Linked DNA regions of Mus musculus: regions 2, 3, 4, 5, 6 and 7 are each linked to region 1. Evidence: chromatin contacts called from public HiChIP or PLAC-seq, capture Hi-C and promoter capture Hi-C data. All regions are on one chromosome and are shown on one strand. Each heading gives the region's core, a stretch centred on a gene start, on an enhancer-like site or on the middle of the called end of the contact. The rest is flanking DNA. Distances are from core to core; before and after follow the strand shown.

Region 1 (4,206 bases), core at 862-3,361:
TGTTTCTCTACCTGTCCTAAGCCTAAATTACTAGGTAAGCAGTCAACACTGTATAAAACACTGTCTATATTATATGTGAATGTTACTCTCCTTCCTGTCTTAGCTGAATACCAGTCATCTTCAGTAATAAGGCAGTTAAGAGCTTACACAGGGGCTGGCTCCTAGTAAATATCTAAAAATAACTCAAGTTGTATCAGTACAAATAGTTAAAAGTATATGCATTACTTTGGCTTAGACAATTAGAGTACTTAATATACGACTATTTGGTCAAGATAATCTATGTCTTAAATGCAATTTCTGAGTTTGGTGTGGTGGTCTACACCTGTAACTCTAGCATTCAAAAGGCTAAGACAGTGGGGTCAGTTCAAGGCAAGCTCTATCTAGAAATTGTCCCAATTTTCTAAAAAAAAAAGTTATTTCTCCATTAGTAAGAAGTGACTACGTGGTTGAAAAGTCTTAAACAAGACAGTACAGAATAATGATTAGGAACGAAGGTTCTGGTCTAGAGCCAAACTGATACTGATTTTAAAAACAATAGCTTACTTAATAAAATACTGATTACTGAAACTGGCAATTCTCAACCAGGCCTGATTTTGTCCCTAAAGGAACTTTTGCTACTGCCGTCTGGAAGTAGAGGCCAAGGATAGACGCCCTACAAGGCACAGGACAGTCTCTCCCAACAAAGTATCAACCAGCTCCAAATGGGAACAGTCCCTGATAAAAACAGACCAACCCCCAAAGCAAAGCAAAGCACCATACCAGCACCAGCACCACCAACAACCCTGGGCACATTCCATTACCCTACTTGTTAGCAGTGTGACTTTAAGCCTAAGAGCCCCTGTGAAGGGCAATAAGAGCACACACTCTGACATGGGTGGTATGAGGAGGGCCAGAGAAATAGCACCCCTAGCACTCTCAGGACAGTGCTGTTCTATATGAGGCTGTGTGTGACGTTCTGTCTACTATCATGATGGTAAAACAAGAGTCTGAGACCGATGCTTCTGCAGACATTGAAGGTTCAGAAAGGCTTATTATTTAAAATCAAAATTAATAAAGGGAAATGATAAATCACAACCAGAAAAACAAAACAAAACACTTCTGTGGAGAACTTCTCATCAATGAAACAAACCAATATTGGCAGACCAATATCAAATAAATACCAAGTTTAAAATTAAGAAAGAATCCATGAATTTTTTTCAGAAAAATTTCAAAGCAGAGAGTAGGGGCCCACTGATATTGAGTAGCATTTCAGACCCACTTTGGTCCCTCTCCTCCATTAGACTTCAGTGCAACTGATCAGATTCTGCCCATCTCTACCCCACTGATACCCCTCACGGGGAAAATATTTTTCAAAGGAAGTGTTCTCTAAGACTCCCAGCCCCCAATCTCCTTTGTCCGGATCATATTCTTGGGCTCATCTGAATAATATACTTTATGAGAGCAGGAGAAAATCAGGCATAGCCGTGAAAGTAGGCACTTTACTGAACCTTGACAACTTTGTAAGTGGCAATATTACCTCATCCTCTATCAAAATATGTCATCGAGCTAGGTCAAGGATCAAGAGCTACAGGAAAGCGAGGTGAAGAAACCAAGGGTTGGTCTTCCCCAGATATATTAGTCAGCAGCCTTAACAGCAGCCCAAAAGAAAAGTCCTAAATTCTAAGAAGGTCCCTAAAAAGTCATCACAAACTGGGTGATCAAATTAAACCTGGATAAGCTTTCTCCGGGGCTTCTGTGTAGAGAGGAACAGTTACCACCATAACTCTAACTCCTTCCACAAGGATTTCTTCTCACAGGTAGTCTTTTCACGAGCAAACGGTAAAAGAGCTCTCGAGAAGAGGGGGAAGGAGTCTGTGAGGTCGCTAGGGTCTCACTAGCCGGGAGCAGGGCGAGCTCGGGGCTCCGGCAGCAGCTTACCTGCTCGTCCTCCTGCATCGAGGCGGCCAGCGGAAGGCCGTCCGCCACACGGGCGATCATCGTCAGCAGCACCATCTTCCCTGGCTACGGAGACCAGGCCGCCTCAGTCACTGTCCCTTCTTCTCCGGCGGCGGCCAGTTACACCTCCGGCTGAGGTCCCCAACAGCTAGCCGCTGGCGTCTCCGCTTCCCGCTGAGGTGGCCGGAAACGACTTCAGAGCTTTCCACTACCGGTCCTTTCAATTGGCTTCCCACCGAGAACCACAACCACCGGGAACTTTAGTTCCGCAGTCATTCCTCCGACCAAGTCCCGCCCACATTTGTGAATTTTTGTTTCCACTAAGTGGTGTCTCTGCAAGAGGAGTGGCGCTCAAGCTTAGTAGGGCTTGAAAGGTGACTGAGAGCGAACTTTTTAGACGAATGGAGTATGAAGCAACTGTAAAGCTATGTATTTTCAGATTTTTTTTACAGAGCATTTTATGTATAATATTTTATAATCTGTGTATGTCTCAGCAGAGATTCGTTTCTTGAGGGTTTTTCTGGCCTGGGTGTTTATACTGTCACAAAGTTCTTAAACAGTTTGTGGTAAGAGATTGGCAAATAGGAGCTGGAGAGACCGCCCCAGGGATCAAGAACTCTGGCTGTTCTTTCAGAGGACCGGAGTTCAACTCAGCACCCGCATGCTGGTTTACAACCATCAGTAACTCCAGTTCCAGGGGAATCTGACACCTTCTTCTGGCCTCTCCAACCTTTCCATGCACGTGCTGCACAGGCAGGAGCGGAAGTAAGCCACCCCCACACATGAAACTTTTAAAAAGAGATCAGCAATATTTAGTATTATATATATTTATTCATATATATATGTATATATATGCATATATTAATAAATGAAGAAGTACAGGGGGATCACATACATCATTAGCCTCCCCAAATCTAGGTTCTTGGCTGCCTCTATCATGGTATAGAAAGGGGAATCTTACCAGGCTTTCCAGTAATTTGGTTTTCACTTGCTTTTGAAGCAACCTCTAGATAATCACCGTTAAGGAAGAGTTCTCATCTCTCTCTTCTTTGGTGTCCTCATCAATGAGATAGGGATATTCTTGGCCTCAAGAGGGTTTTTGTAAATATTAAATGAGAAGAACGTGGAGGTACAGGGGTTTTGTAAACTTAGAAAAGGAAGGAAGGAAGGAAGGGAGGGAGGGAGGGAGGGAGAGAGAGAGAGAGAGAGAGAGAGAGAGAGAGAGAGAGAGAGAAAGAAAGGAAGAAAGAAAGAAAGGAATTATACAAATATACTTATTACATTAGTAATAACTATTCTTTGCTAAATACTTAGTGTCTTATGATTATCTGAACATTTAACTAAACAACTCTGTGAAATTTGTTAGCTGAAGGCTCTCACTTTATACTTGGGGAAGACTGCAAAGATTTTTCCAAGCAGGTCATGTAGTTAGAAGTGATGTAAACAGGCTTTGAGCTCAAGTTCAGCTCTAGCTACTGATTAATAAGCATTCTCTCATATTATCTCTCCTCTTTCATATATAATTCCCCCCTCCAGACAGTGTCTTGCTATGCAGCTCTGGTTGGCCTAGAACTCACCTATGCTGGCCTTGTATTTACAATCACATCCTCCCTTGCTTGCCACAGCTCACACCTGTCATTTGGCAACCTGAGCCAATGTGGAGTGGAAATCAATTTTGGAGTGTATAATGCCTTATTTGGTAGAATCATAATACATTTAGAATAGTCTACAGATACCACGATCTTTAACTTCTTTCTTCCACTCAACAAAGATATGTCTTCTACCATGATCTCAAATGATTGTCCTTGATCCGATAGAATAATTTTAGTAATAGGGGATAATGGCATAAATATTGGCAATAAGGCTACACCATGTGGGTCCGGGGAACAGAGAGAGCAAAGCATAGAATGTAGAGAGACTCTCTTGTGGAAGCATCACCTGCCAATAAAATACTGTTGGCTGTTGGCTGAGGCAGGAAATAGGAGTTCCAGTGGGGAGAGAGATTTCTAGGATAAAATGAGGTGAGGGAAGAGATTTGCCTGAATGCTGATGTAGAGATAATTAACCACGTGGCAGAACTTAGACTAGAATAAGTGGGCTGATTGACCTATGAGCTAACAGAAGTTAGCCAAAGCTTTTGGCCTGGGCAGTATTTATGAATAATTATTCATAGATAATTTTAGTCTCAGTGTCGTTATTTCAGGGAGCTCGGGTGCAGGTGGAAAGCCTATGGATACAGTAGGAGGCGTGTTCAGAGAAGCTGCCTCTCAG
Region 2 (4,206 bases), core at 763-3,262, 480 kb before region 1:
TGTCTTACTGTGTCCTCCTTGAAACCAACTTCCACAAGTTCTCCTTCCTTTCCCAGGACACTAAAAATTAGGCAGTCGAGTAAGTAGATTCTGGAGAAATCCAAAGAGCTCTTGGCAGGAGGAGAGGGAAATGCTATGCAAATCTATCAGCCTCAGACATACAGCCTCCAGTGAGGTCACCCGGTCCCTTCAATTTAGCTGCGCCCTTTGAGTTTTCTGACTTCTTGTCACTCACTCCTTAATTCCAGTAGGTTTTGAATGCCATCATGTTTTTTTTTTTTTCTCCTGAGTGACCTGGAAGGCAGCTTGACTTTCACTGTATGGTCTTGGTTCAATCTCAGGTCATTGTCTCTTGGACTGTCAATTTCTCCCCTAAAGATCCTACCTCCTCCAAGCACAGCCAGTGTGTACAACCGGGAACTTTTTCCGATGCAGACACTCTTTCTTCATTTTATCTAACATTGGCTGCCTGTACAATTCCAGTTAGTTCATTCCAACTTAGTTCACATGTCTTATCTAACAGTGCCAGTGAAAAGCCTTCCACCCCCTACAAGCCATTAATCCAGGGTCCAAAGCATCCTTTTCCCCCCCGTGCACCTGAAATAATCCGCCTACTACTCAAGAGGAATTCCTTTGGTTTTAAAGTACATTATACATTAAGTAATCACCATATGTTTCCTTAAGAGAAGGGATGCACACTTGTATACACATAGAAGATCAGAAAGGCATCAGAGGCAGGTGAATTAATTCCCTTATGGGAGTCACACTCCGGTTGTGTTTAAACTTGCCCATTTGTCCATAGCAGCTCACAAAGACCACCAACTCGCTAGCTATTGCCACATTTACCACAACGGTCTCTTGGGAAGAGACCCACTATATGGGAATGCTGACAGCCAACGGAGCCTGACTCAACAGGCAGGATTACAGCACTAAATTAAATTATGCCTCATACTCATGTGGGGGGTGGCTGATTCACTGCGGGGGGGGGATGGGGGCGTGGTTAAGAAAATAAAGGTTAAATCAGAGGAAGTCCCAGAGGAAGTCTTAAAGTCCCGTTCTAGAGACCTGCTATTGTGTGCTCTGGCTGTAAGGTACATCCAGGGTCTCTGTCTCACTGTTCCTCTTCACCATCCCTCATGCTAACATATGCCTCACCCCAGGCCACCTGAGCCTCAATAAGCTCTCTGGCCGCAGGCTCCAGCTCTGTCCACCACCTGCCCATGATCAGCCAACGTGGATATTTGTGGTTGGGGATTCTAGCAAAACCAGACAACGACCCCTCCTGAGCCACGCGCGGCTGGCTAGCTCAGCCTTCCTTTCGCAGGTCCTCATTGTACCTTTCTCCCAGTCCGATCGCAGCCCCCAGGTGGCAATCCGAATCGGTCAGACAGATGGGAGGAGCAGGTAACAGACACGTTTCACAAGGGCCAAAATGAACCTGCTGACCTTCGCAAAGTCCCCGCCTTCATCCCCTTCCTCACAGTGGGGCTGGGGGCACTGACTTAGTAGGCAAAGGGAGCACGATCTAAGCTGATGCACCGATGCACACAAAGCCTTTCACCTTCTGCTTGTCTTGCAAGCTCCTCCCTGGGCTTGGTCTCCCAGGGTCTCTGATGCCCCCTTCGGTGGTCTGTGGGACGGTCCGACTTGCTCTGGCAGCGCAGTCTCAGCCTCCTCCTCCCCTCCCCTCGCCACAGAGACCAAAGGGAGCTCAACCCAGCTATAGGACACGAAGGGTCCCCTTCTGTCCTTGGTTCCTGAGCCCACGGGGTGGCGGACCACAGTCCAGTGTGCGAAGGACAGCTTCGCGCGGCAGCTCAGCCACAGCACACATCCCAGCCCCTAGATGATCAGCTCAGGTTCCCAGCTCCCTATCCGCGAAGCCGGCGCGCCCAGCCGCAGCAGCGCTCCTACCTGTGATGCGCCGGGCAGCTCTGAGCGCACTGCCCAAGCCTGGCGCCCGGTGCTGAGGCTATGCAACCGCGGGCTGGCACTCGGGCTGGCTGCCCACTACCTCCTCGCTGGGGCTTCCTGTGGGGCTGGACAAAGGACATTTCCTGGGAGGAGCAGGGAATGTTCCCAGCATGCCTCGATTTGTAGTTCACCGAGACTTCCTGCCACCGCAGCAACAACGGGGGCTCTACTCAGACCCCAGGACTGGAGGAGAGGACCCTGTCGGGCTGTAGTAGCTCGGAGCCGATGGCCGACCCGCCGCCGCTTGGTAGAGTCGCGATCCTGCAGACGCATGCTGCCCTCACACGCTTGCTGCCCTGGGCGCGCAGTGCGAGCGGCCTTTTCTTTAGAAGTGAACTTTGTGATATGCTCTCTTTACGTCGGCTTCCCCCACCCCACCCCACCCCACCCCACCCCCGCTTCTTCTTCTAATAGATGGTCTTCCATAAGGTGAGGCTGGGGGAGGCGAGCATACTCTGACACTCAGCCTAGCCTGGGACTCACCTAGACAACTCACCGCGATTCTTCTTCCTACTCTTCAGGTGTATACCAACCCGAGTTTGTTGTTTTGCTTTGTTTCTGTTGTGCGCTAATCTACCTTAAAGCCCCCTGCATGCGTGGCCAGTGCTCTGTCCATCTACCAACTTTTTCACCTCCCAGGTTCTCTAGCTCAGTGTTTCTCAACCTGTCTGTCACGACCCCTTGTGGATCAAATGGTCTTCTCGCAGAAGTGGCCTAAGACCATCAGAAAACACAGATATTTATCAACATTACAGTTGATAAACAGTAACAAAATTATAAAGTAGCAATGAAAATAATGGTTAGGAGTCACCACAACATGAAGGGTCGCAGCATTAGGAAGGTTGAGAACCACAACTCTATGCAGTCAGGACTCTGGCTGTGGCCTGTTTAAGAAAAACATTTGGCTGCTCTTCTGGTATCCAGGCTCCTTAAAGATCTTAGCACTTTTGCCCTAAAAACCATGCAGAGCTGATCATTCCTAGATCCTGGCCTGGTGACATCCCTTTTCTCCACTGTTGGCCTCTGCCCAGGCTTCTTTTTAAGAGAAGTAATTGAGAGATAAAAAATAAACTTCATGAATTACATATGTGAGAGCCTAAATGACAAGCCGGATGGTGGAGCACACCTTTAATCCCAGCACCCAGGAGGCAGAAGCAGATAGATCTCTGTGAGTTATAGGCCAGCCTGGTCTGCAGAGGGAGGTCTAGGACAGCCAGGGCTAAACAGGAAAATTTTGTCTTGAAAGCAAAAAGCAAACACACAAAAACTAAATGACTAAAAGCTGAGCTGAGTCATTTTACCAAAGGATGGCAGGAAGGGTATAGTAAGTCAATCAAGGAAAGGATGGGTCCTAAGATTTTCTAGAATACTTGAAAAATAATCTGGCAATAGCCCCGTGTAGTGACACCGCCCAGAAGGCTGGGGCAGGAGGGTATGGAGTTCAAAGTTAATATGGGTTATCTAGCAAGACTCTGGCCACAGGTAATACCTGCATGCATACACAATCAGAAAGTCACAATTTGAGTTTCCATTTGTCAACTCCCATTTCAACTCAGAAGAAGTAGGGACCTTTAAGAGAGGGCCTTAGTCTGTGTTTAAGAACAGAGTATCTAAGAATGCTATCATCGTTCTTCTAGAGTCCTTTCGCCATGGGATAAATGGCTGGTTTAATTCAAGGTGCAGAACTGATGAGGAGCAAGTGGATAGTACTGTTTACTTCGCAGACGTCCTTGTTGATCTGTTGGCTATCCATCTGAATTAGTTGCACAAAGTATTTTAGCTTCATGTTTGTAGCCTTGGAACATTCAGGTGAAAAGCTCCCCATTTCCCCTAGATGGAACTCATGGATGTTTGTCAAATCACATAGCCTCATCATGCTCAGTGTGAGAAGGCGCTGGGCCTGCCTGCGGCACTCAAAATTGTCTACTCTGCCTCCATGAAGCTATTTTCTCTCCTTCCTCTAACACAACTTTTTTTCTACATTTCTTACTTTTGTTGACGATATGGAAATTTAGCCCATTACCTCCACCCCATATCAAACCTGCCCTTTTGCCTTTTGTTTGTTTGTTTCCAATGTAGTTAGCTCATTACTTTGGCAAGGTGGTTTTTTTTTTTAAACATATTCTTGTCTTTATAGCTTTCAACAGTGACCTCATTGTTGTAACAAAGTCCTATGAAACCTATAATGGCCTCTGTACGTGGACAGTGTGTTTGAGGTGCTAGGGAGAGATG
Region 3 (4,206 bases), core at 931-3,430, 440 kb before region 1:
CTATGTAGAAAGACAATGTCTTTTTTTTAAATTTTTATTTATTTATGTATTTGTGTGTGTATGTATGTATGTATGTATGTATGTATGTATTATATGTAAGTACACTGTAGCTGTCCTCAGATACTCCAGAAGAGGGCATCAGATTTCATTAAGGATGGTTGTGTGGTTGCTGGGATTTGAACTCAGGACCTTCGGAAGAGCAGTCGGCACTCTTAACCACTGAGCCATCTCACCAGCCCGACAATGTCTTTTTTAAAAAAAGAAGAAGAAAGCATGATACTAGAATGTGTCCAGTAGCACATTAGATCTTACGTAATTGAGTTCTCAATGAGGATAGGTAGGGTGTGTTCATGAACACTGATGCCATAGCCAATAAGAATGTACAGGAACCCAGAAAAGTCTACTCAGTGAAGAAGGGTGGGGTCACTGTAATCCCCTGTGTGGGGCTTCTCTCTTTGACCTGGGGCCAGGTTGTAAGGTCATAGGCACATCAATGAAGTCTCTCCTAACAGGCCAGAGATCTTCACCAGGGCTGCCAACCCCAGCTCAAGGGCTCACAGACAACAGGAAATCATCTCTTGTTTTATTGTTCTAGACAAAATCTCTGGTAGCCTAGGATAGCCTGGAATCAATTTTGATTCGGCTCTGATCTCCCTGGAAATCTACGTCCCAAGTGCTGAGATCACAGACGGGTGTCATCGTGCGGGATTGGCACGGGGATTTTTCTCCATTAAAGTTTCAATTCCAGGGTTCTCCACAGTGTCTCAAAGGATACCCGCCACCTGACATGTCAGCTGACTGGCTTAGAGTGAAGGGGTGCAGGGCACACTAATCCCCAAGATGTCTTTCTTATCTCATCCCCACATCGGACACTTCCCTACTGTCAGGCTCACGTTACGGAGAAGAAAGCAAAAGCCTGGAGAGATACTTTCAGAGTCCGTTTCTTCTTCTTCTTCTTCTTCTTCCTCTTCTTCTTCTTCTTTTTGTTTGTTTGTTTAAGAAGCTGGAAATCAACCCCCGCTGGATCATTGATATTCTACCCGAAAAATTATCTGCTTTACTTCTCACTGTGCAGGTTTGGGGCTCACCACTGGTCTCCAAATAGAAAATTAAGTCGGCTGCTCTCCTCCGGTCCCTATGAACCCTGTTACTGTTACTCTTATCCGGAGAGCCAAGGGCATCCGAGCTGGCCTGCTGTGGCTGCTGAAGTCTCTCTTTTCCCAAGGGGCTGGGCCAGAGAAGGGAAAGGAAGGAAAGTCTAGAGGAAAGGGCAGAACTACTTCCCCAGTTCTTCCAAGAAGGCCAGGGTTCCTGTTTTGTGGATGGAGGTAACAGCACAGGCAGAGGACTTGTCAGTACATAGTTCTGAAAGAGACTCTCTTACTTACATTTGATGTTAAGATTGTGAGGTATAATAGTAAGGGGTGTTATTTATATAATATAATCAAGGCTGAATTTACCTAACAGATTTAATCCCTTCTAAAAAAAAAAAAAGTAATCATCTAACTTCTAAAGACTAAAACCACTACCACCCTTGTACTTCTCTCCCCCTCCCTGACTCCCATCTGGGGCTGACCTGGAACTCCTGGGTTCAAGTGGTCCTCCAGCCTCATTCATGGCCCTTACTGTATCTAGATTTAATCTTAAAGTCTTTTGGGGGGTAAGGAATAAGAAGCCCTTGCCTTTCCCAGACTTGTCTCTCATCTCCCACTGGGATTGGTGGAAGGCAAGAACCAACTCTTATGTACACACACACACACACACACACACCTTGTTCCTTAATCTCCTAACGGTGTGTGTGTGTGTGTGTGTGTGTGTGTGTGTGTGTGTGTGTGTGCGTTGCTGAGAATCGAACCCGTGGCCTTACTCAGTCTAATTATGCTCAACTAGGAGTTATAAATACCCAGCCAATAAATGGTCTTTAAGAGGAAAGAAGTTACTATGAGATTTAATTCCCTCGTGGAGACAGCGTATTTCTGTTTATTTCCAATATAAATCAGCCTGCTGGCATAAATCGTGCGTGTTAAAGCTCACCCGGGGCAGGTAAGGGCTTCACTGCTGGAAGTGTAGTCTGTGTAGGATTTAAAAAAAAAAAAAAAAATGTGTGGGAGGCTCTGCCCGGGGAGGCGGAGTCAGCAGAGTTTAAGCATTTCTGACCAATCAAAAGGAGACTGTTGGCGCGAGGAGGGGGAGGATAAAGGGGGAGCGGGAGATCGAGAACCCTGCCCAGTCACCGGAGCCAGCCCTGCTTGCAGTTTCCTGAACTAAGTGCTTCTGCCCACCCACAGCAACTGATTCTAAGGCCTGACTCTAGCAATGGCCTTCGCAAATCTGCGCAAAGTACTCATCAGTGACAGCCTGGACCCCTGCTGCCGGAAGATCCTGCAAGATGGAGGGCTGCAGGTGGTGGAGAAGCAGAACTTGAGCAAGGAGGAGCTGATAGCTGAACTCCAGGTAAGGCGAGCCGGACACAAGCGTAATCACCGGGCATCTTTATGGCCAAACCCGCTGACCCCAGTGGTTCCAGGGCTGTCCTCCCCTATCTTATCAGTTGGTCCCGGGGCCTCCGGAGATTCGGGACCAGCAGTGGGAGGGAGGAAAAGCAGAGAGGAACGAATGGCCTGGAGGTGCAGAATGCAAACTTTTTGTGCTTTTTGCTACCGCGTGTTTCTTGCCGGCGCTGCAAAGTGCAGCTGCTCCATCTGGTCCTGCGGGATGCCAGAACCTCTCTCGAATGCCAGAACCTCTCTGGAGCTTTCGTGCCTGGCGACCCAGGCTGCGAGCTCCCGGCTCGGGGTGCTACACGCACACCATCCCTGCTCAGTGCAGACTCCTGGGGTGGGGGCAGGGGGCGCGGGGCGCTGGCTCTGCTCCTGCGGGTCCCGTGGCATTTGTGGCAGCGGACTCGCACCGCCTTTTGTCTGATGCAAGACCTTGGCGCTCTTTCCCCCGCCCCGGGGAGCGCTCGCAGGATTCCGGGCGGCCCGGGGGTGCAGCCGGAGCCCCGCGCCGCCCACGCGGCCGCCGCCGGGAGTCAACCTCCACCATTGGCTTCATTGCCGATCAGGCCCGACTTCACTACATCAGAATCCTGTTCCAAGCGCAGTTGGGACAGGTTACTTCTACGAAGTCTTCGGAGCAAACCTCTAATCGTTATAAAACTTAAAAGTCTTTCACTTATTTGAAAAGCTTGTGTAAATCGGGTGACTTTGTTCAGACGTAAGGAAGGGGTTTCTGCTTTGTGAGCACTTCAGTTCCTGCCCTTCCTGTAGATCTAATCCATCCAGGTATGCTGTCTCGTCCCAGCTGTACTGCCCCACCCCCAAAGTTCCACGTGCTCGCTTAGGGCCTGCAGCCAGGAGGAATGTACCAGTCTTCCTGCTCAGGCTGAGGCCTCAAACCGCAGAGACCAAGCGGGGTTGTTCTTGCAACCCTGGAAACTCTCTGAGCTCGCTTGTCTATTTCTCCCAAGACCCTTCCCCGCCCCCAATCCCTTTTCCTCTACCGAGCTAATAGCCACGTGCCCAGCAGCCCTTATTCGCAGACTTTTTCTAGGCCTGGTCTTTAAGAAGCTTGAAAGAGCTAGGTGGAGATGGCACATACCTTTAATTCCAGCACTCAGGAGGCAGAGGCAGGTGGATCTCCGTGAGTTCGAGGACAGCCAGGACTACACAGAGTAGTCTTTTCTCTGTCTCAGAAAGAACAAGAAAAGTGAAAATGAGCTGGCTGGCTCATGCCTAGTATGAAGGAGGCTGAGTTTGATTATCTCCGAGTTCAAGACCAGCCCGAGCTACAGAATGAGACCCTATCTATAAAGCATGACAAGAAAAGGAAAGGGGGGGGGGAGTTGTAGGTTTCTTGGGGAATAAGGCCCAACTCTGAGACAGCTAGTCAGGTGACAGTTCTGAGACAACAAACAGTGGAGCCTGTGGGAATGGAAAGTCCAGGGAAGGGATTGTTGTTATGGTCTTTATGGGTGGCTCAGGCTGTGACTCTTAGAGTGGATAGTACCCATGGAGCCATGCGTCCTTCACATGTCCTGTGACAGTGACCTTGATTCTAAAATCTAAGCAGTGGGCTGAGCAGGAAGGCTGTAGAGTGGCTTTCAGGCCACCAGTGGCAGCAGGCTTTGCTGCTTTCTAGGGGCAGTGAGAAATGTTATATCCAATAGAGGGGCGGGAGGAGGGGGTGTGAGGAGGGTGAGGA
Region 4 (4,206 bases), core at 741-3,240, 380 kb before region 1:
TAGACCCCTTACAGCGGCAGTTCTCAACCTGTGGGTCCCGATGTCTTTGAGGGTTGTATATCAGATATTCGCATTATGGTTCATAACAGTAAAAAAATACAGTTATGACGTAGCAATGAAGTGGTTTTATGGTTGGGGGTCAGCACAACATGAGGACCTGTACTGAAGGGTCACAGCATCGGGAAGGTTGAGAGCCACTGCTTGAGAGCAAAGGTGACCTATAAAGAACATTAGTAGTTCAGGCAACGAGACAGGAAACGTGAATAAGAATTCCAGGGCACAAACCAAAGAAGTCAGAATGTTGATGAGGGTGGAGGCTTGCCTCTTGGGTAGTGGCCTACTGTTGCGTAGGGAAGGTTTGTGCCAGGCATGGTGGTACATACCACTACTGGGATTATCCCCAGTGTTCTGGTGGCAAAGACTAGTGGATCTTAATGAGCTCAAGGCCAACCTGGTCAACATCGTAAGTTCTAGATCAGTCAAGACTACATAAAGAAAGCCAGGCGGTGGTGGCACACGCCTTTAATCCCAGCACTTGGGAGGCAGAGGCAGGTGATTTCTGAGTTCGAGGCCAGCCTGGTCTACAAAGTGAGTTCCAGGACAGCCAGGGCTACACAGAGAAACCCTGTCAAAAAAACAAAACAAAACAAAAAACAAACAAACAAACAAAAACCTACATAGAGACCTTGTCTTAAAAGGGGGGGACGGGACTGAGAAATGGTCACCCTGTCTGGCCCTGAAATAAGTAAACCCCATAACTTCCTCGCAAATAGAAAAGAAGCAAGCTAAAGTCTAAGCTGGAACATTCAAATAAAACGCAGTGGTTTTGCAAGGGTGGGGAAGTGGATGTCAGTGGCGCTAAAAGCAAATCAGGAGGTTTAAGGGCACTGCTCCTTTCCCCTCCACACCTATACCCAGGCTCCAGCAGGGCGGGACAAGGGAGGGCACCATAGCAAAGAGGTTCCCTAAAAACTCAGTACTCATGGGTATAAGTGGAAAGGAAGCCCTGGGACTCTGAGCTCAGTGGACAAAGAGCAAAAGAGAAAACACCCAAGTAGCTGGGAGCCTGAAGCACAAAGCCCAGATGTGTCCCATCAACTCTGAGCAACCACAGTTACTTGGACGAGACTGAAGGGTGTTTACAAAGAAAGAAGGCATGTTTGTTTTTCTTTCACAAGTACATGTATCCACCCATCCACCCCACCCCACACACACAGTGAGAAACACACACACAATTTTTATCTTTCATCTCACAAAACCGAAGCACGGAGAAACACTGCTTCGTCTCTTTGGTCCATACTGGATCTTGCCACAGTGAACGACAGCAAGCAGTTAAACCACAACTGCAGCTGCAGGATCCTGAGGTCTGCTGCCCCCTGTGGCCGGCAGAGGAAAGGCTGCTGCTTTTCCTAAACAAAGTGCATCAGAGGCTTAGGCTGGGAGTCCTGTGCGTCCTGTCCCCTTGGATCAGTTTACGACAATAAAAATACATCTTGCATATCAGATATTTACATTATGATTCATAATAGCAGCAAAATTAGTTATGAGGCAGAAATAAAAATAATTTTATGGTTGCGGGGGTCACCACAACCTGAGGAACTGTATTAAGGGTTGCAGCATTAGGAAGGCTGAGGACCTCTGGCTTAGACACTTCCAGCTCAACAGTTAACAGGTGCTGTCTAGAAATGAGGCTAACTTGTTTATAACTGAGTACAACCTCGCCAGCTTTTGACTGAGGTTCTAGTGAGTCCTCCAACAAGCCCCGCGTTTTACTGGTCCCCACGGTGCTTGTCTGGGAGTGATCTATGTAGACCCTCTGAGCAGGCCACTCACCTCTGCTGGGCTGCTGAGAGCAGGTGAGCAGGTGTGAGCGAAGTTTCCTGCATCGCTCTCTTCACTTGCAGGACCCGCCTCGCTGGAGCCAAAAGCCGCTGCATCTCTAAGGTATCAACAGAAAGCCAGCAGTCCACAGCCCTTGGGAGAGATGCCCAACGATTCTGGGTTGGGCTTTATAAGACTCCAGGCTCTGGAAGCCCCGCCTCCGCTTATCGAGGCCCCTGCCTGCTTGGGGAAAAACTGGGCCAAAGGTCTCAGAACAAGTCAAAGGAAAACATCATGTCTAACATGTACATAGCTGCACTGTTCCTGGCTGGTATCTAGCTGGCTGGCTCTGAGACTTCATTGTTGGCCTTATTTTTGCCTAACCATGCAAGCTTGCATGCTCCTTCTAACACATCCAACAATCAGCAGTCACCCAACTCGTCTCTGCAGCCTCCTGATTCCTCTGCTGAGTGGCTCACCATCTGTTCCTAACCCCTAACCACTTTATGCAGTCAGATGTTATTCTTACCATTTCTATAAGAAGCAGCTTTCAAAACCAAAGAGTAATCCCCCCTCCACCTCCATTTCTTCTTAAATACCCCAGGCTAGCCTTGAACTTGAAATCAGTCTTCCTCCCTCAGCCTCCATGAGCACTGTGATTACTGGTATAACCTTTTAATACCAGCTCTTCAAGCAGTTGAGAGTAGGTGTTGACGCACATCTGACGGGCTGGCTGGCTTTGGTCTGTGGAGCTGGTTGTTTTCCTCTTATCTTTATTGTCCGTCATTATGCTTACACAGAGCTTCACAGAGCTTCCAAGAGGGACGCAGCAGATGCTGCTAGAGAGGTTCAGAATCCCTCAAAAGGAGACTGTCTTGAAGTTCAGGCTTTCCTAGGAAGGAGAAGTTTATTACAAGTTGGATTTTAGAGACAGGGAGGACAGAGTCCTCAAAGACCCATGTCTACAAAGCTGCAGAGTGGGGATCCCCCAGCATCTTTTGACTCCGGACTGTGCATGTAATTGTGCTCCTATGAGTGTGCACCTGTGGCTGTGTGCATGCAGCCATGCTCCCACTTGAGCACACCTGTGGCTGCCAGGGGCTAGCATCAATACCATCCTTTAGCACTCTCAATCTTAGTCTTAAAATGATGTGTGTCTCTCCCTCTGAACCTGGAGCTTGCCTATTGGGGTGGCCAAAAGGGCTCCTAGGATCTTCCTGCCTCTGCGGTTCCAGAGCTGGGGTACGGGTATGTGCTTTTACACAGGTATGGGGTTCCAAACTCAGGCTCCACACTTTCACTTTACCCACTGAGCCACCCATCCAGATCCTCTACTACTTCTTAAGACAAAAGTCTTAAAGATGAGTCTCTATCTCATGCTCCTCATGTAGAAAGTCCCTATGTCTCACTCACACAGCAGTTGAAGCAGTTAACCCTGATATCTAATGCAACTCTATGAAAGAGTCTCAAGAACCAGGATAGCTCTTGGTTTATTTATTTCCCAGAAGCCAGAAGCTCCACCTATTTCCCCTAAATCCGGAGGCTCCCTGGTCCCCTCTCCACTTTATGTCTCTGTCTCCATACTGTTGAATCCCCATGAGACTGCAGCTTAGGCCATGCCTACCTGCAACAGCCTCTTTGTGGCAAGGCCCCTACTGAGAGCATCTGTGGCTCTCCAAGCCCTTAACAGACTCCCCCTGGGATATAGTTTCCAGGAGAATAACAAGGGCTGTTTTCAATTCCACAAAGAAGTTTATAGAACTCGCAGACTCAAGGACATGAGTGGCAACACCCCCTTCAGCTAGATGCGCCCCTCCTCCTCCTTACTGCCTCCACATTGTCAGTCAGGCTCAAACATTTCTCTGGCCCTCTCCCCACATTCATCTTGACACTCATCTCTTCTAACTCAGTCTCCACCTATTGCTCCTGCTCTTCCACTGAGCCTTCTGCAGAGTTCTGTCATCAAGAGAATTCTTTATTGTCGTCTTTCCTCTGAAAGTCCCTTGTTAATTGTCTGGGCACTGAGAATGGCATGGATGAATCAGCTGGCATTCTTATGGCTCTTTCAAAGAGTAGTTTTGCTCTTTTCCTTCCCCAGGCCCACCCCTCAGGCCACCCATACCCAAGGCTCCTTGGGTCAGTCCTTGGAACAAGGCATGTCCTCTTGGGTCTTCACTGATACCTTGGGTATTGAGGCACATTTCATCCTCTGCTCTCCATCCTTTCAGAGCCTCCCTCCTATTGTCAAGCCAGATACAATGCTCTATTTCTGCCACCACAGCACTCAAGGGTGAAGGCAGGGGGAGCAGGGGTCCAGGATTATCCTGGGGTAAGTTTGAGCCAGCTGGGGCTATGTGAGAAAGTCCAGGCCATCAGTCCAGGGCA
Region 5 (4,206 bases), core at 1,139-3,638, 340 kb before region 1:
TTTGCAAGCCTGCTTTATCTTTGTCAAACCCACAATTTCTGTTAAGTCAAGGTTATGTGAGTTTGATGATTTTTTAGAAATGAGTTTATTTCTATTTATTACATCATTTTTCTTGGTGTACACATAAAGAATATAGTCCTGATTTGGTATTGTAAGGGTCCGTGACTCAACAACGAATGATACCCCGGACTCAAATAGTATGTAAATGCAAAGAGTGTTTTATTCTGCAGAAGTCCAGCATGCTGAGGTCTCCCATTACCAGAATAGAGAGACACCCAAGTGAGCTTGCAGGCCTGATTTAAAGCACATTAGGAAGAGTTTTACAGAGAGAGGTTAAAGAGGCACAGGTTGAAGACATAGGTTGAAGACAGAATGAGCCAGGCAATTGGAACAAATTGCCAGAGTTAGTTTGAAGCCAAGCAGAGCAATTCAGGAGAGGCCTAGAGAGTTTAAGCAAGGTTGAATCAGTCAGCTTGGAGAGGAGTTTGAGCCAGAAGAGCTGAATTGAATCAGCCAGCCAGAATTGAAAAAGAACTAGGAAGGGGTGAGCTTACTCAACCGCAAGTCTTAGAGGCTGAAAAAAGTCTAGGCCTAGATAAGATTGTACAGAGGCTAGACGCTTCCAGGAGCGGGCCCAGGTTAGCAGAATGAGGCACTAAGTCTCCAGACAACAATTACAACAGGAGAATAACAGTTAATTTTACATGCTTTGTTTGGGTACTGGAGTACAGAGGGGACACCATGCATCCACAATGCATTTGACTGAGTGAGGAATTATTTTCCTAATCTTTCCTCCTTATTCCACTTGGGATGTTTACTTGCTATTTATTTATTTAATCATTGTTTTGTTTTGCTTTTGCTTTTTTTAAAGATTTATTTATTTATTTATTATATGTAGGTACACTGTCAGACACACCAGAAGAGGGTGTCAGATTTCATTACAGATGGTTGTGAGCCACCATGTGGTTGCTGGGATTTGAACTCAGGACTTCTGGAAGAGCAGTCAGTGCTCTTAACCGCTGAGCCATCTCTCCAGCCCTTGCTTTTGCTTTTTGAGGCAGGGTCTCACACTGCTGCTCTGGCTTGCCTGGAACCTGCAATGTAGATCAAACAGGTACCAAATTCATAGAGACCTTCTTACCTCTGCCTCCTTAGTGCCAGGATCAAAAGTGGGCACCACCACACACAGATATTTTTTGTACATATATTAATATCTTTTACTATTGTAACACCTACTCATAAGCGTGTGAGGATTCCATTTTGATTAGTAATGTACACAACAATAAAGATGTATGCTATGTCTTTATCGCACTTTTCTGCGTTACTCAGTTCTAGACCTATTCATTGTTTAATTCTAAACTCAGGATAGTCGGGTGAGCGCACAGTGAAACCAACAAACTAGACCACTCCACGGGTGGGAAGAAGGTTTATTGTAAATCTGAAACTTCTGCAGGGCTATCTCTCTGTGGTAGAGGATAGCCAGAGGCATTTGGAGGAGTCCAAAGCAGCCATGGCTGCCTCTCAGGGACATGGAAGGTAGCAAAAAGGCAAGGGAGAAACCTGCCAGTTATAAAGAGAGCAGGAAGCCACAGGGAGGGACGTGTGTCAGAACAGCTTGGGCGATGGCATGGGGCTTTGAGTATGTGCTAATAGAGAACCAGATGCTCCATTTGTCAGAGGTAGGGGGAAGATGAGGGAAGTGACTCTTCCTGGCAGGCAGAGACTGGTTCCACAGGCTCCTGAGGAATGCTGAATATACCAGTAATCCTCCTGTTTCAGTGGTACTTAGAGGCTTGGAGTTTGGGACAGAACAGGTAGGGAGATGGTTGGATTGATAGAGTGCTTGCTACTCAAACATTAGGACCTGAGTTCAGATCCCAGGGCATGGCCGTGTAGTCCCAGCACCCAGGAGACAGAATCAGAGGAACTGTTAAAGCTTATTGGCCAGGCTCTCTACCCTAATTGGCAAGCTCTAGGCTCAGTGGAGACCCTGCATCGGAAAATAAGGTGATTGAAGATGGTCTCTGACATTGACCTCTGGCCTCCACACAAGCATACACACGGACCCATTGACCTCTGGCCTCCACACAAGCATACACACGGACACACTTACAAAACAAATAAATACAATGTAACATTTAAAAATATCGATATGGAACAACCAGTCAGTAGGACATTTGCTATTCTCTAATGACGTATTCCAGAACCAAAAGAGGCTCTAATTCTAATCCACTTACAAATTAAACTTCTGCTGCAGATTCCTTTTTGTCTAAACTTTGTCCCTAAGTCTACGTTTCCAGCTGTCTTCATGGGGCCCACAGGCTGCAGGACAGGATATTGATCTTAGTCATAAACTCTACTATTGAGGCCTGTTTACACACCTGTATTTGTCTGTCCCCTGACTGCAAACAGCCTGGTCTGCCCTCCAGCAGGACACACGACCCGTCACTACTGTGTACATCCTTCTATTTTTATTTTCACTGTTATTTTGTTGTAGCCGTCCCAGTGACCTCAGAGGCTGACCCCGACTTAGGGAACTACATGATCCAAATACAAGTTGAACAAAAGAGTGAGTTGTTCATTCTAGGGTTATCAGCTAGTCCCCATGGACAAAGGTCAGCAGACCTACTTTGTCTGGCTTATACTTAGTTGAAAGAAATGAATTTGAATGCTAAAGTCCTTATTGCCCTGCATCGAATCACTGCACTTAGCCACATTGAACTTGACCTTGACGCGTTAGTTCAAGGGTCTCATTGTATAAAGAATTGAAGTCTGGAAGACAAGCACACATTGAATTAACAAATGGTTAAAATGTCAATGAGAGTTGGGCAGAGGCTGTGTGCTCTAGAAGCTAAGAGCAAAAGGCTAGTGGCATAGGAAAGGCTCCTGGGAAAGGGAGTCATCTCATCAGAAATCGTCAACAGAAGAGAGAGTTCTGGGAAGATGGCTTGGTGGTTGAGAGCGCAGACTGTTCAACTCTCCCTCAACAACACCCTAGTCAACCTGCTTACAACTGCCGGTTACTCTTGCTCCAGAGGATCTGACACCCTCTTCTGGATTTTGCAAGCTTCTGCAGCAACATGTGCACAGACATATATAGAGAGATCATTGAAAGAAAGAAAGAAAGAAAGAAAGAAAGAAAGAAAGAAAGAAAGAAAGAAAGAAAGAAAGAGAGAGAGAGAAAGAGAGAGAGAGGAAGGAAGAGAGAGAAAGAAAGAAAGAAAGAAAGAAAGAAAGAAAGAAAGAAAGAAAGAAAGAAAGAAAAAGAGAGAGAGGAAGGGAGAGAAAGAAAGAGAGAGAGAGAGAGAGAGAGAGAGAGAGAGAGAGAGAGAGAATGAAGACCTAGAGACCTTCCTGCCTCCATCCCACACAGCCACACAGCTTATGCAGGCAGGAGACACACAGAGGCCTGCCTGTCACTTTGCCACACAGTGCAGGTGAGTGCAAGACACCTAGAGGCTTACCAGCTCCATGGACTACCCGCAATGGAGCCACACTACAATGTGCAAGTATGTGTTGGACAGAAGGGAGAGAGAGAAACGGAACAGTTTGAGCACTGTGAAGAGGTGGAACTGCTGAGGAGTGGGGAGGGATAGCCTGTTATGAGTGGCCTGCCCTGCCTCCGGAGGCCATGATGACACCCCAGCCCATGCTGCTGCTGCTGCTACTGCACGTTAGGGTTCATAGCCATGCAACAACAGAGGTCTGTGTTGATGTCTGTGACTCGTATTACCACTAAAGGCCATGCAGACTTCCAGGCAGCCACCTGGAACCATGTAGATGTCCAAGAACTGTGCAGAGCTGGCCCCACCTCTCACTGGCTGCCAAACTCTAGAGAGCAGGCCCTGCACCTTGCCTGGGCAGCACAGTAGAACTGGCCCTGGTTTGCACGTGTTGGGAGTGAGGGGTGAGCCTACCCAAGGTCATGAGCGTGGGAAATGAAGTGATGTGGGTTCAGGGGTGATGTTCTCCCCGTGCCTTGCCCCTTGCCACCTGCAGGAGGGAAAGCTAGCCCTGTCCCTCACCAACTGCAGCAGTCAGGAGAGTGGGCCCCCACACCGCAACTGGGCAGCACAGTAGAGCTGGCTCTAGTGGCGTAGGTGCAGGTGAGCTGCCCCAAAGTCATGAGACCAGGAGGGATGATCCTGCTCCCTGCCTGCTACAGCATTGTGTGAGCTAGCCTGGGCAGTGCTGGAGAGCATCCTG
Region 6 (4,206 bases), core at 654-3,153, 320 kb before region 1:
GGGCAAGAGCCTGCAGAGCCTAGAGTCACCCTGCCTGGTACCAAGCCGGCTACAAAGAACGTTCTTGCAGCCAGGCTCTTTGCCTGCTTTCTCTTCTGTTTGGTGTGAACCCACGTGTTCTGCTGCGTTTGCAGAGGAAGGCCGCTGTCTCCTGGCAGGCTTGCCTGCTCACTCCTTCGTGGGAACTCAAGACTGCTGCCCTCCTACTCCATGATGCTAAAGTTTGTCAGAAAGTGCTTTTTACTCAGTTTGGTATTTAAAAAGACATTTTTGCCCCTATTTAAAAGCTACCAACAAAATGGAGCATAAGTGATATAATTTTTATCTACTTGTAAATTATATAAATAAAAATGATACACTTTTTAACATTTCGTTTGTGATTTATCAGTTCATAGCTTCGTACATTTTTCTACATGTTGGATTTTTTCTTTTTGATGATTTGTGAGACTGCTTTTTGTATATTTATACCTCCTAGTGAAGTTACTAACAGTGTATCTCAGTTCATATTTTCTCTCATTTATGATTTTTTTTCCACTCTGAAGGGGGACAAACAACAGCTGTAGGGGTTCAACATGACACCCAAAAGCTCCACTTCTGTTTGCTTCCTCGAAGTAGTCCCTGCCCCTTTGCCAAGTGCTGAGCTCTGGGCCTCGCTGGATCTCTTCACAGAAGTCATGTTCAGGTTTTTAAAATGCCTTTGTCCTATGCATGCTCTCCTTTATAATCTTTGGAATTTCTATGAGAAACATTAACCACCACTGTGGTATTAGGTTAGTGTAGTCACCCACACACCCTTCCATTCTTAATTATGCTTTCCTACAATTCTAAGCAATAGTTGTTTTCAAAAAACAAAACAAACAAAAAATCTCCAAAAAACAAAACTATGATAAATGAAGAATTCATTGAGTTCTTATTTAACAATGCTTTATGATAAAAGAATAATAATAAAATATCAAATAATTGATGGCTTAGGAGGGCCGATGTAACTAAAATGGAGACTTCTGGAAACTCTAATCTGCAGCCCTGTGAGCACTTTGGTCTGACATTCACAGAGGGGGCACCCCTTCTTTTTCTTTGCTTTTTTATTGTTTTTTAAATTATCATATGAACCTTGACTTATTTATTTATTTATTTTTGCTGAGGAGTTCTTTCAAATGTACCCTGGGATTTCAAAGTCCTTTGAAATGCCAATGGCGCGGCTCAACTATAGGCCTGACTGACTGGAGGAAGGAGGTCCGCATTTCTTCCCTTACTCTGAATGAGTCTTAAACATCTGGTGAGGCCCTAACATCTCGTTTGACCTCCACAATCAGACTGCACTGACAAGTGTCAGTAACAGAACCGCTTTAGGGTCAAACAAACTGACATCCATTGAGAGAGATTCTTCTGTGACGGTCCCTAAGTTTCACAGCGACCAGTTTCACACCACCACGGAACCCACTACTGCTGGACGCCAAAGCCAACTAACTCTCTTTCAACAGAGCAGCAAGAAAACACAGAACCCAGGGCTAAGCAAAGGGCTCAGAAGGTAAAGGGGCTTGCTGTGCAAGCCGGATGACTTACCTGAGTTCCATCCCTGGGACCCACGTGAAGATGAGCTCACAGTGCTCACAGTGCACTGACTCCACAAAGCTCGCCACGCACGCACGCACGCATGCACGCAAGGGTGCATCCCCGCACATCCATTAATAATGATGATTTTGTAAAAATTAACAATTTAAATCAAACATTACTGTAACAAACTCCCCAGCAGGAGCGATGACGCTGTGATTTGTCGTTTCTGACCCACTGGGTAGCTAGCAGAGAATAACAGGCGTTCACAGAAAGCCCCCTGTCCCTGCTACGGCGAAGATTACCTGATTGGAAGCAACACTCCGAGAACCCTGCCTTCTTCAGCTTGAGTGGGCCTACGTTAGAGTCCTGCAGCTCTTATACCTTCTTGTCTCAAGATGTAATCTGTTGAAGTCATGAAGCAATAGTGTTTACCAATAATTAACCTTATCTATAGTTAAAAAAAAAAAAAGCTGTTCAGGTGATAACTTTAAAATGGACACACATTGAGCTTTGTTAAAGCAAGAGCAGGACCCCTCCCTGTGAGCAAACAAAATCTTCTTTCATGTCCACGTTATTAAAATCCACAGTATCCTGTAGTCGGCAAACTGCCGTTTGCTGTCCATCTCTTCCCTTAATGGAGCCTGGTTCTGCTCTTCCTCTCGTTTTTATCTCTTCGTGTTGTAGATGACCTAACGTCCTTCCCTCTCTGGAACGACGTTAGATTTCTATCCTTGCAGAAAAGACTTGACTTTGGGTCACACCTGATGACCAAACAGGACTCTTGTCCCCAAAGTGCTCATTCCCACCTCCCAGCCTGCACCAAGGTCCTTGGAACCCTTCCGGTTGTCTTTATCCTATGGAACTGAAGGTACAGAAGTCATGTTTTAACACAGGCAAATGTGTCCAAGTAGCTTACACTGATAGAATAGTTAACAGCAAATTCTTTCTTAGACCATCAAACAAGATGCTAACCAAAGCCCTGTGGGCAACCTAGGGCAGGCTTCTCCCATGCACAGTTAAGAAGCCCACCGACTAGACCAGGAACACCTGGCTGCTCTTCCAGAGACCTGGATCAGTGCTTAGCACCCACACCAGGTAGCTCACAACCATCTGTAACTCTAGCTCCAGAGGATCTGACACCTCTGGTTCCCACAAGTCATCTGTGCTCAACTGCACCCACACATAGACACACATACCTACACATAATAAAAACCTCGGGGAAAAAGCCTTAACAAAAGAAAATAAAAGAAATCCAATTCCAAGACAGCAGTGACCTGCCTGGTTCTCAAGGCTTGTCAGTGGTATTCAGAGAACCCTGGCCTCAGTCTAATCTAGGTTTGCTTGCTGAATTCACAACCATTTGAAAAAAACGAGCTATTTAGAAAGGACATCAAGGTTTGCTTGTCTGTGCAGAGGGTAAGGGATTGATTTGTGTTCTGGGCGTCGGACGTTGCTCATCGTACATTATAGAAATGGCTCTGTAAGGTCCCTTGTGCCTGAAGGCGGCCATGCAGATGCTTGGGTCTTACTCCGGAGAAGTGCTGTGCCTAGTGTGGTTAACAAGGGAAGTTATGGCTCCCTGCTCCAAGCCTAGTGTTGTTTTCTAGATGCTACTCTGCCTCTGTCATTGGATCTTTCCCACCTTTGTGTAAATTTATGCTAGGGCCTGAGAAACCAATGTCTTCCCAGCTTACCTCCCCCAACACCACATACCCGAGAGAGAGAGAGAGAGAGAGAGAGAGAGAGAGAGAGAGAGAGAGGCAGGTGGTCTGGCTCCTGGCAGTGGCTGGTTGAGGTTTGAGTTCTGTTCCTCTCTCACTATAAAGCACGGGGAATGTGTTGAACCCCTTGGAGTCACAGGCCCCTAATCTGTATATGAAGGAGGGCATTGCTAGGTGATCTTACCTAGTTTAATACACAACACCTTTTCCCTTTTAGAACTGGATGGGAAAGTCACTGCCACACTGTACAAGAAAGAACACAGATTCCAACTCGGAGCCTTCCATGGTCCAAAGACCTGATGCAGAAGGAACACAGAAAAGTTTCTGCAAAATATTGTGAGCACGTAGATCTTCTCCATGCCAGACTACCTTGACCCTGCTCTGACCTCTGTGCCATTGTTCCAAGACTTCAGACAACAAGAGGATTGTCAGAGCACAGGAGACTATGAGAGGTCTCTCAGCAGAACCTCCATTGCTCTGCACCAAACAAAAGCCCGATAGAAGCCACACACAACACTGAGACATAAAAATAAAAGGGAATTCACCTGATGTAGAGTCTGGCACACATGCGGAATCTCAGAACTCAGAGGCTGACAGAAAACTGTGAATGTGCAGACAGGCTCCATAGTAAGTCCATAGTAGGTCAGCCTCTGCTACAAAGTGAGCTCTAGACCAGCCTGGGCTACATGAAGCTCTGCTTCAAAACCAGAGAATATAAATAAGGGGTCAGAAAGATGCCTGGATTTAAAGCTTCATTGACTATCAAGAAACAGTGATATAAAAGAAACTGTGCTGATAGATGCACCATACCTGAAACTCAGAAAGTAGGCAACCCAAAATGTGCAAATCAGTCACAATTACCTACCAAGAATCAAGGGTCAGAGTGGAGCACTGGAGAGATGCCTTGGCTATTAAAGGCACTGACTGCTCT
Region 7 (4,206 bases), core at 874-3,373, 300 kb before region 1:
TCAGAGAGATTAATAGAGAGATTGCCTTGCCTTACAACATGAAAACCACTGATTTCTTTTAGCCCAATCTTTTTTTTTCACTTGCTTATTTTCAACATATCTGATATATAAACTAATTTTTAAATGTACATATTAGTGGGATGTTATATAATGGTTTGACAGACTCATTCTTCATTAAATGTCTGAATCAATCAAGTTAAACAAAAACATCTTTTTTAAAGAATAATTTTATTCACTTTTAAAAAAAGAAAACTAGGAGGAAAAGAGGAGGATAAGGAAGAAGAGGAGAAGGAGAAGGAGGATGAGAAGAAGAGGAGGGAGAGGAGGAGGAGGGAGAGGAAGAGAGGGAGAGGAGGGAGGGGAGAAGGAGAAGGAAGTGGAGGGGAGGAGAAGGAAGAGGAAGAGGAGGAAGAAGAGGAGGGAGAGGAGAAGGAAGAAGAGGAGAAGGGGGAAGAGGAGGGAGAGGAGGAGGAGGGAGAGGAGGAGAAGGAGGAGGAGGAGAATCACCCGTGGAAACAAAGCACAGCTGGGACATGGCTGAGGAAATGAGCAGATGTGTGTGGTTAATGGAGCCAATGTCTTCAGGCCACATGCCTGTGGCTCCAGCCAGACATTTCCTCTCTTGAGTCTTCTCTTAGCTCAGCATTCTCTGGGTATTCAAACTTGAGCCTGATGGCTCTGACCTCAATACTACTTGACAAGTCTAATCCATGCAATCCCTTCTTCCCGAGGATCCGCCCTGCTACCCCTCTCGTTGCTCTCGTTGCTCCAGCACTGTCCTGTGGCAGCTGAATCCTTCCATCACCTCAGCCCCTCTCCCACAGTCCCGATTCTCATCAGATCTCCTTATCACCATTTCTGTCTTTGTCTCTTTGGATCTGACTTGAGAAGGTCCAGAGACATCCTTTTCCCCATGGCATTAAGACATACACTACTGCTGAGTTGTAGAACCCAGTCTCAATGGATTTATCTACACAACACAACACACCCAAGGCTAGGGAGTGTTGGAGGGGAAATCATGAAAGTGATTGGAAAGAACCTAAGAGTTGGAAGATGGAGAGAGATGCTACAACAGGACGTCTCCTGGATGTGACACGACCCTACAGCTGTGCTCACCTCACAAGAGTGGCCCCTATCAATATTTCCTCATGGATGAAAGAGGAATTCTTGAAGCCCCACCCCACTGCACCCCCCGGGAGCTAGTTTTCTTCAGTGCTATAGCCACTGAAAAGTGGTTATTTATCTGGTAATTAAATCTGTACTCAGGCTCATGCAAACAACCCCAACCAAACTCAATGGGCCAAGAACAAAATTACATTACAGTAGGAGGGGGCTGCTTGGGAAGAAAGGACTCAATGGGAGGGAGTGGGCACAGAGATAAGAGAGAGCAAGAGGGGAGAGATGACTCAATTGATTACATGTGTATAAGATTGCCAAAGAACAAACTGGAAGAGAGAAAGGAAGGAAGAAATGGAAGGAGGGGGGAGAGACAAGAAGGTAGAGAGGGAAAGAGAGAAGGAGGGAGGAAAGAAGAGAGGGAGGAAGAAAGGAGAGGGAAGAAATGGAGGGAGAGAAGGAAAGGAGGGAGAGAGAGGGAAGAAGGAAGAAAGAAATAGAGGAAGATGAGGAAGGAGAGAGAGGTGATGGGAGAGGCCACTGCAGGTTGGTATTTCCCATGGGAGTGAGGATGATGGGCTGGTAGAGGACAAACGGACAATGGCAGTTACCCTTCAGAGTGGACAAAGGTGGGGTATGTACATGGAGGAGGGACCCTGGTGGTGACTAACCCCAGGTTCTCTGGGGATGAAATTGGAGAGAAGTGCAATCATTACAAAGGCACTGGCTTTGAGACATTTCCTTCAGCTCTCTGAGTGACTCTTAGTGGAGACTTGGTTTCTGAAGAAGATAGAGCCCTGCAAAGCTATCACATGTGCGCGATGAATCTTCCTCCAGGCCTTTCCCAGAGGCATGTGGAGCTATGTCCTGGGTGACTAAATAGTTGAGACACACTCAGCCCTTGCAGGACTTTCGAGGTTCTGGCTCCGAGTAAGGCAGACATGTGGGTCTCTGAGGTAGCCATGGAAACACACCACTGGCATCTCCAGCCCTAGGAAGTCAACCGGACAAGCCAACAACTGCTGTGCTCTGGACCCAGCATTCCCGGTATTTGCTTAAAGGGCTGGTGCTACAGCTCAGCAGCACATTGTTTGTTTAGCCTGTGCAGGGCCCTGAATTCAACCCCCATCGCTGTTAGGAAAACAAGACGGAATAAAACAAAACACAAAGTTGCTCATCTGACATTTTCCCAGGTTCTGTACTGGCACAGGAGGAAAGCCTCATTAATTCTCCCCACAGGCACCACACTGAGTTATACAGAGGCCATCTTCCTGTTCAAGCTCTGACTTTTCTTTCTCCACAGTTTGTTTTCTTTCTGACTGCCAATGCGTTTATACAAAAGAAGAGAACCAGCCCTTGTAGTTCTAAGAGTCTGTCTTTCCCTGAACCCCCTGGTATGATACAGTGACCACAAATCCACAGTGTGAATCGCCTAGTTTTCTGTTGCTGCATACAGAAGCACCACAAATTGCAGAGGTTTAAAGCAATACCAGTTTGCTCTCCCACAGTTCCCACAGGTCAAAAGGTCAGGCCTGAGTTAGCTGGGTCTTCTGACCCAGGAATTTCAAGCTGAAAGCAGGCATCGGGCAAACTGTGTTTCCTTCTGATGACTCTGGGGAAGGAGTCACTCCCAGTCTTTTTAAGTTGTCAAGTGAGTTTAATCCCTGCAACTGTGGCACTGAGATGGCTCTGTCTGTCTGTCTGTCTGTCTGTCTATCTGTCTGTCTGCAGTGGGCTTCTTTCAACTCCTCCTGGCCTCTGACTTTTTGCTACATGCATGGCTTCTCTGTGCCACCAAAATTCCTCTCTGCTTTATGTTTTTCTCCAGGAAAAGCTCTGTCTCTCTTCAGAGGTATTTCCACGAGGTCCATTGATTTGAAATCCTAATCAGCATCATGAAATCTTGTTTTATATGAAATTTAGAATGACTCCAGGTATGAGATCTCATTGCTGGCTCTGTCCCAACTCAAGGACATTATATAAGGTTAAAGATTATTAGGGATCATCTTAGGGTATTTCCTATGACAATGGTATGAAGATATAGAGGTTGGAGAGATGGCTCAGTAGTTAAGAATACTTGCTGTTCTTCTAGAGGACCGAGGTTCATATCCCAGCACCCACCTCGGGTGGCTCACGGCAGTCTGCAACTCCAGCTCTAAGAGATCTGATCCCTCTGTCCGACATGAGCACTTTTGCTCACATGCGCATACAACATGCAGGCACATAAACCTACATATAATTAAAACTAATACAAATAAAAAACCCTACTTCAAGTTTAAACAATGAAGGGCGACAAATCTCTGCTCTTTCAGAATAAATAATACCAAATTAATCCTCCTTCCATAAACAATTATAACATTTTCAGATAATGGAGGAAACTCTACCAGCGCTAAGTTTCTGAGGGAAACAGAAGTTATGAGGGAAGTGGCCCCCAGCCTAATTCTTTCCTGGACAATTATAGGACGATTATAGGCTCAGGATCACAAGATCAAATTTTCAGCTCAAAGGAGATTTAGGGATAAGGAGCAAAGACAGGAGATGGAGGACAAGGAAGAAAGGAAGGAACAAAGGAGAGGGGAGAAAGGGGGCAGGGGAGGAAGAGAAGGGGTGTTTGTTCTGGAATGGGACAAAGGAATGGCTTCAGATAAAGACAGACATGGCCCACAGGTAAATCCCAGTTTATAAAGGTAAAATGAAAAAACTCTAGGTTAGGATGGGTTGTTTAATGTTGATTGGGCGAACCAAAGTGGGATTTTTGTTTGCTGGATTTCAATGCTTTGATATTTGGTAGTCAGCCTCAGGTGGAGGAAGTGGCCAAATAAGAGAGTGGACCTTGACAGCTAGCTTTAGGAAAGTAATCAGACAGGTTTTTTGTTTTTTGGTTTTTTTTTTTTTTTAGCAAGGCAGAGGGAATGGGAGAAGGGCAAGGCCCACCTGAGCCATGCTTGAGCTGGCCAGAGTCCGTTGACTGTGTATCATCAACAGCACAATGAACTGTAGTTCAAGTTGAGTATAGCAATTCCACTTAACCAAAGTAGGACTCTGAGATCCAGACCACTGAAGCAACTGGACCATCCAGGAAAGCTCTCC

Evidence for each region. Promoter capture Hi-C pulls out the DNA fragments that hold promoters and counts their contacts. HiChIP or PLAC-seq counts read pairs in DNA pulled down with a chosen protein or histone mark. Capture Hi-C pulls out chosen DNA fragments and counts their contacts.
Region 2: a contact with region 1 is called in a capture Hi-C map of macrophages, with 6 times the contacts expected there. The contact joins the promoter of Zfp697 here to the promoter of Sec22b in region 1. A contact is called at or near these places in 18 of 39 promoter capture datasets (the 3T3-L1 cell line, the C10 cell line, the HPC-7 cell line and 11 more), 1 of 15 datasets of contacts at CTCF or cohesin (the NIH/3T3 cell line), 9 of 115 datasets of contacts at active chromatin or transcription factors (astrocytes, cardiomyocytes, embryonic forebrain and 3 more) and 2 of 9 other capture datasets (adipose tissue and macrophages).
Region 3: a promoter capture Hi-C map of pre-B cells shows a contact between it and region 1, with 8 times the contacts expected there. The contact joins the promoter of Phgdh here to the promoter of Sec22b in region 1. A contact is called at or near these places in 22 of 39 promoter capture datasets (the 3T3-L1 cell line, 3T3-L1-derived adipocytes, the C10 cell line and 14 more), 7 of 484 Hi-C or Micro-C datasets (the C10 cell line, the C2C12 cell line, group 2 innate lymphoid cells and 3 more), 22 of 115 datasets of contacts at active chromatin or transcription factors (the 230-238 cell line, DN3 thymocytes, the NIH/3T3 cell line and 13 more) and 4 of 9 other capture datasets (adipose tissue, embryonic stem cells, liver and 1 more).
Region 4: a promoter capture Hi-C map of embryonic stem cells shows a contact between it and region 1, with 3 times the contacts expected there. The contact joins the promoter of Hmgcs2 here to the promoter of Sec22b in region 1. A contact is called at or near these places in 20 of 39 promoter capture datasets (the 3T3-L1 cell line, the C10 cell line, the HPC-7 cell line and 13 more), 2 of 15 datasets of contacts at CTCF or cohesin (the NIH/3T3 cell line and stem cell-derived epiblast-like cells), 15 of 115 datasets of contacts at active chromatin or transcription factors (the SCID.adh cell line, T-cell acute lymphoblastic leukemia, bone marrow-derived macrophages and 7 more) and 3 of 9 other capture datasets (adipose tissue, liver and macrophages).
Region 5: a contact with region 1 is called in a promoter capture Hi-C map of liver. The contact joins the enhancer-like site here to the promoter of Sec22b in region 1. A contact is called at or near these places in 12 of 39 promoter capture datasets (3T3-L1-derived adipocytes, the C10 cell line, the HPC-7 cell line and 9 more), 1 of 484 Hi-C or Micro-C datasets (bone marrow-derived macrophages), 9 of 115 datasets of contacts at active chromatin or transcription factors (the 230-238 cell line, bone marrow-derived macrophages, craniofacial prominence and 4 more) and 3 of 9 other capture datasets (adipose tissue, liver and macrophages).
Region 6: a contact with region 1 is called in a promoter capture Hi-C map of the HPC-7 cell line. The contact joins the promoter of Reg4 here to the promoter of Sec22b in region 1. A contact is called at or near these places in 25 of 39 promoter capture datasets (the 3T3-L1 cell line, 3T3-L1-derived adipocytes, the C10 cell line and 17 more), 7 of 15 datasets of contacts at CTCF or cohesin (CD8 T cells, the NIH/3T3 cell line, embryonic stem cells and 3 more), 24 of 484 Hi-C or Micro-C datasets (B cells, the G1E-ER4 cell line, the HL-1 cell line and 17 more), 23 of 115 datasets of contacts at active chromatin or transcription factors (the 230-238 cell line, the NIH/3T3 cell line, the SCID.adh cell line and 13 more) and 4 of 9 other capture datasets (adipose tissue, liver, macrophages and 1 more).
Region 7: an H3K4me3 HiChIP or PLAC-seq map of stem cell-derived neural progenitor cells shows a contact between it and region 1, with 25 read pairs. The contact joins the enhancer-like site here to the promoter of Sec22b in region 1. A contact is called at or near these places in 9 of 39 promoter capture datasets (the C10 cell line, the HPC-7 cell line, cranial neural crest and 6 more), 1 of 15 datasets of contacts at CTCF or cohesin (the NIH/3T3 cell line), 1 of 484 Hi-C or Micro-C datasets (bone marrow-derived macrophages), 9 of 115 datasets of contacts at active chromatin or transcription factors (the SCID.adh cell line, bone marrow-derived macrophages, embryonic hindbrain and 4 more) and 1 of 9 other capture datasets (adipose tissue).

Annotation. Positions count from the first base shown.
Region 1 is chr3:97,899,132-97,903,337 of GRCm38.p6, reverse strand. Sec22b (SEC22 homolog B, vesicle trafficking protein) reads right to left here and starts at 2,111. Exons shown (of 5, transcript NM_011342.4): 1 at 1,918-2,111. The coding sequence starts at 1,992.
Region 2 is chr3:98,380,287-98,384,492 of GRCm38.p6, reverse strand. Zfp697 (zinc finger protein 697) reads right to left here and starts at 2,012. Exons shown (of 3, transcript NM_172863.4): 1 at 1,915-2,012. Gm52610 (a long non-coding RNA gene) reads left to right here and starts at 3,999. Exons shown (of 3, transcript XR_003954528.1): 1 at 3,999-4,206.
Region 3 is chr3:98,337,943-98,342,148 of GRCm38.p6, reverse strand. It overlaps Phgdh (3-phosphoglycerate dehydrogenase), which reads left to right and starts at 2,180. Exons shown (of 12, transcript NM_016966.3): 1 at 2,180-2,454. The coding sequence starts at 2,317.
Region 4 is chr3:98,278,215-98,282,420 of GRCm38.p6, reverse strand. It overlaps Hmgcs2 (3-hydroxy-3-methylglutaryl-Coenzyme A synthase 2), which reads right to left and starts at 1,990. Exons shown (of 10, transcript NM_008256.4): 1 at 1,834-1,990. The coding sequence starts at 1,937.
Region 5 is chr3:98,241,058-98,245,263 of GRCm38.p6, reverse strand. No RefSeq gene overlaps it. Among named protein-coding and RNA genes, the nearest start is that of Reg4, 21 kb to the right of the region's middle. Within about 2 kb of position 2,388, at least 11 of the 459 cell types and tissues checked have an H3K27ac peak or open chromatin away from gene starts, as enhancers often do. A contact at or near this core is called in liver, where this site is marked.
Region 6 is chr3:98,219,853-98,224,058 of GRCm38.p6, reverse strand. It overlaps Reg4 (regenerating islet-derived family, member 4), which reads right to left and starts at 1,903. Exons shown (of 6, transcript NM_026328.2): 1 at 1,857-1,903.
Region 7 is chr3:98,196,353-98,200,558 of GRCm38.p6, reverse strand. No RefSeq gene overlaps it. Among named protein-coding and RNA genes, the nearest start is that of Gm40104, 3.9 kb to the left of the region's middle. Within about 2 kb of position 2,123, at least 55 of the 459 cell types and tissues checked have an H3K27ac peak or open chromatin away from gene starts, as enhancers often do. A contact at or near this core is called in stem cell-derived neural progenitor cells, where this site is marked.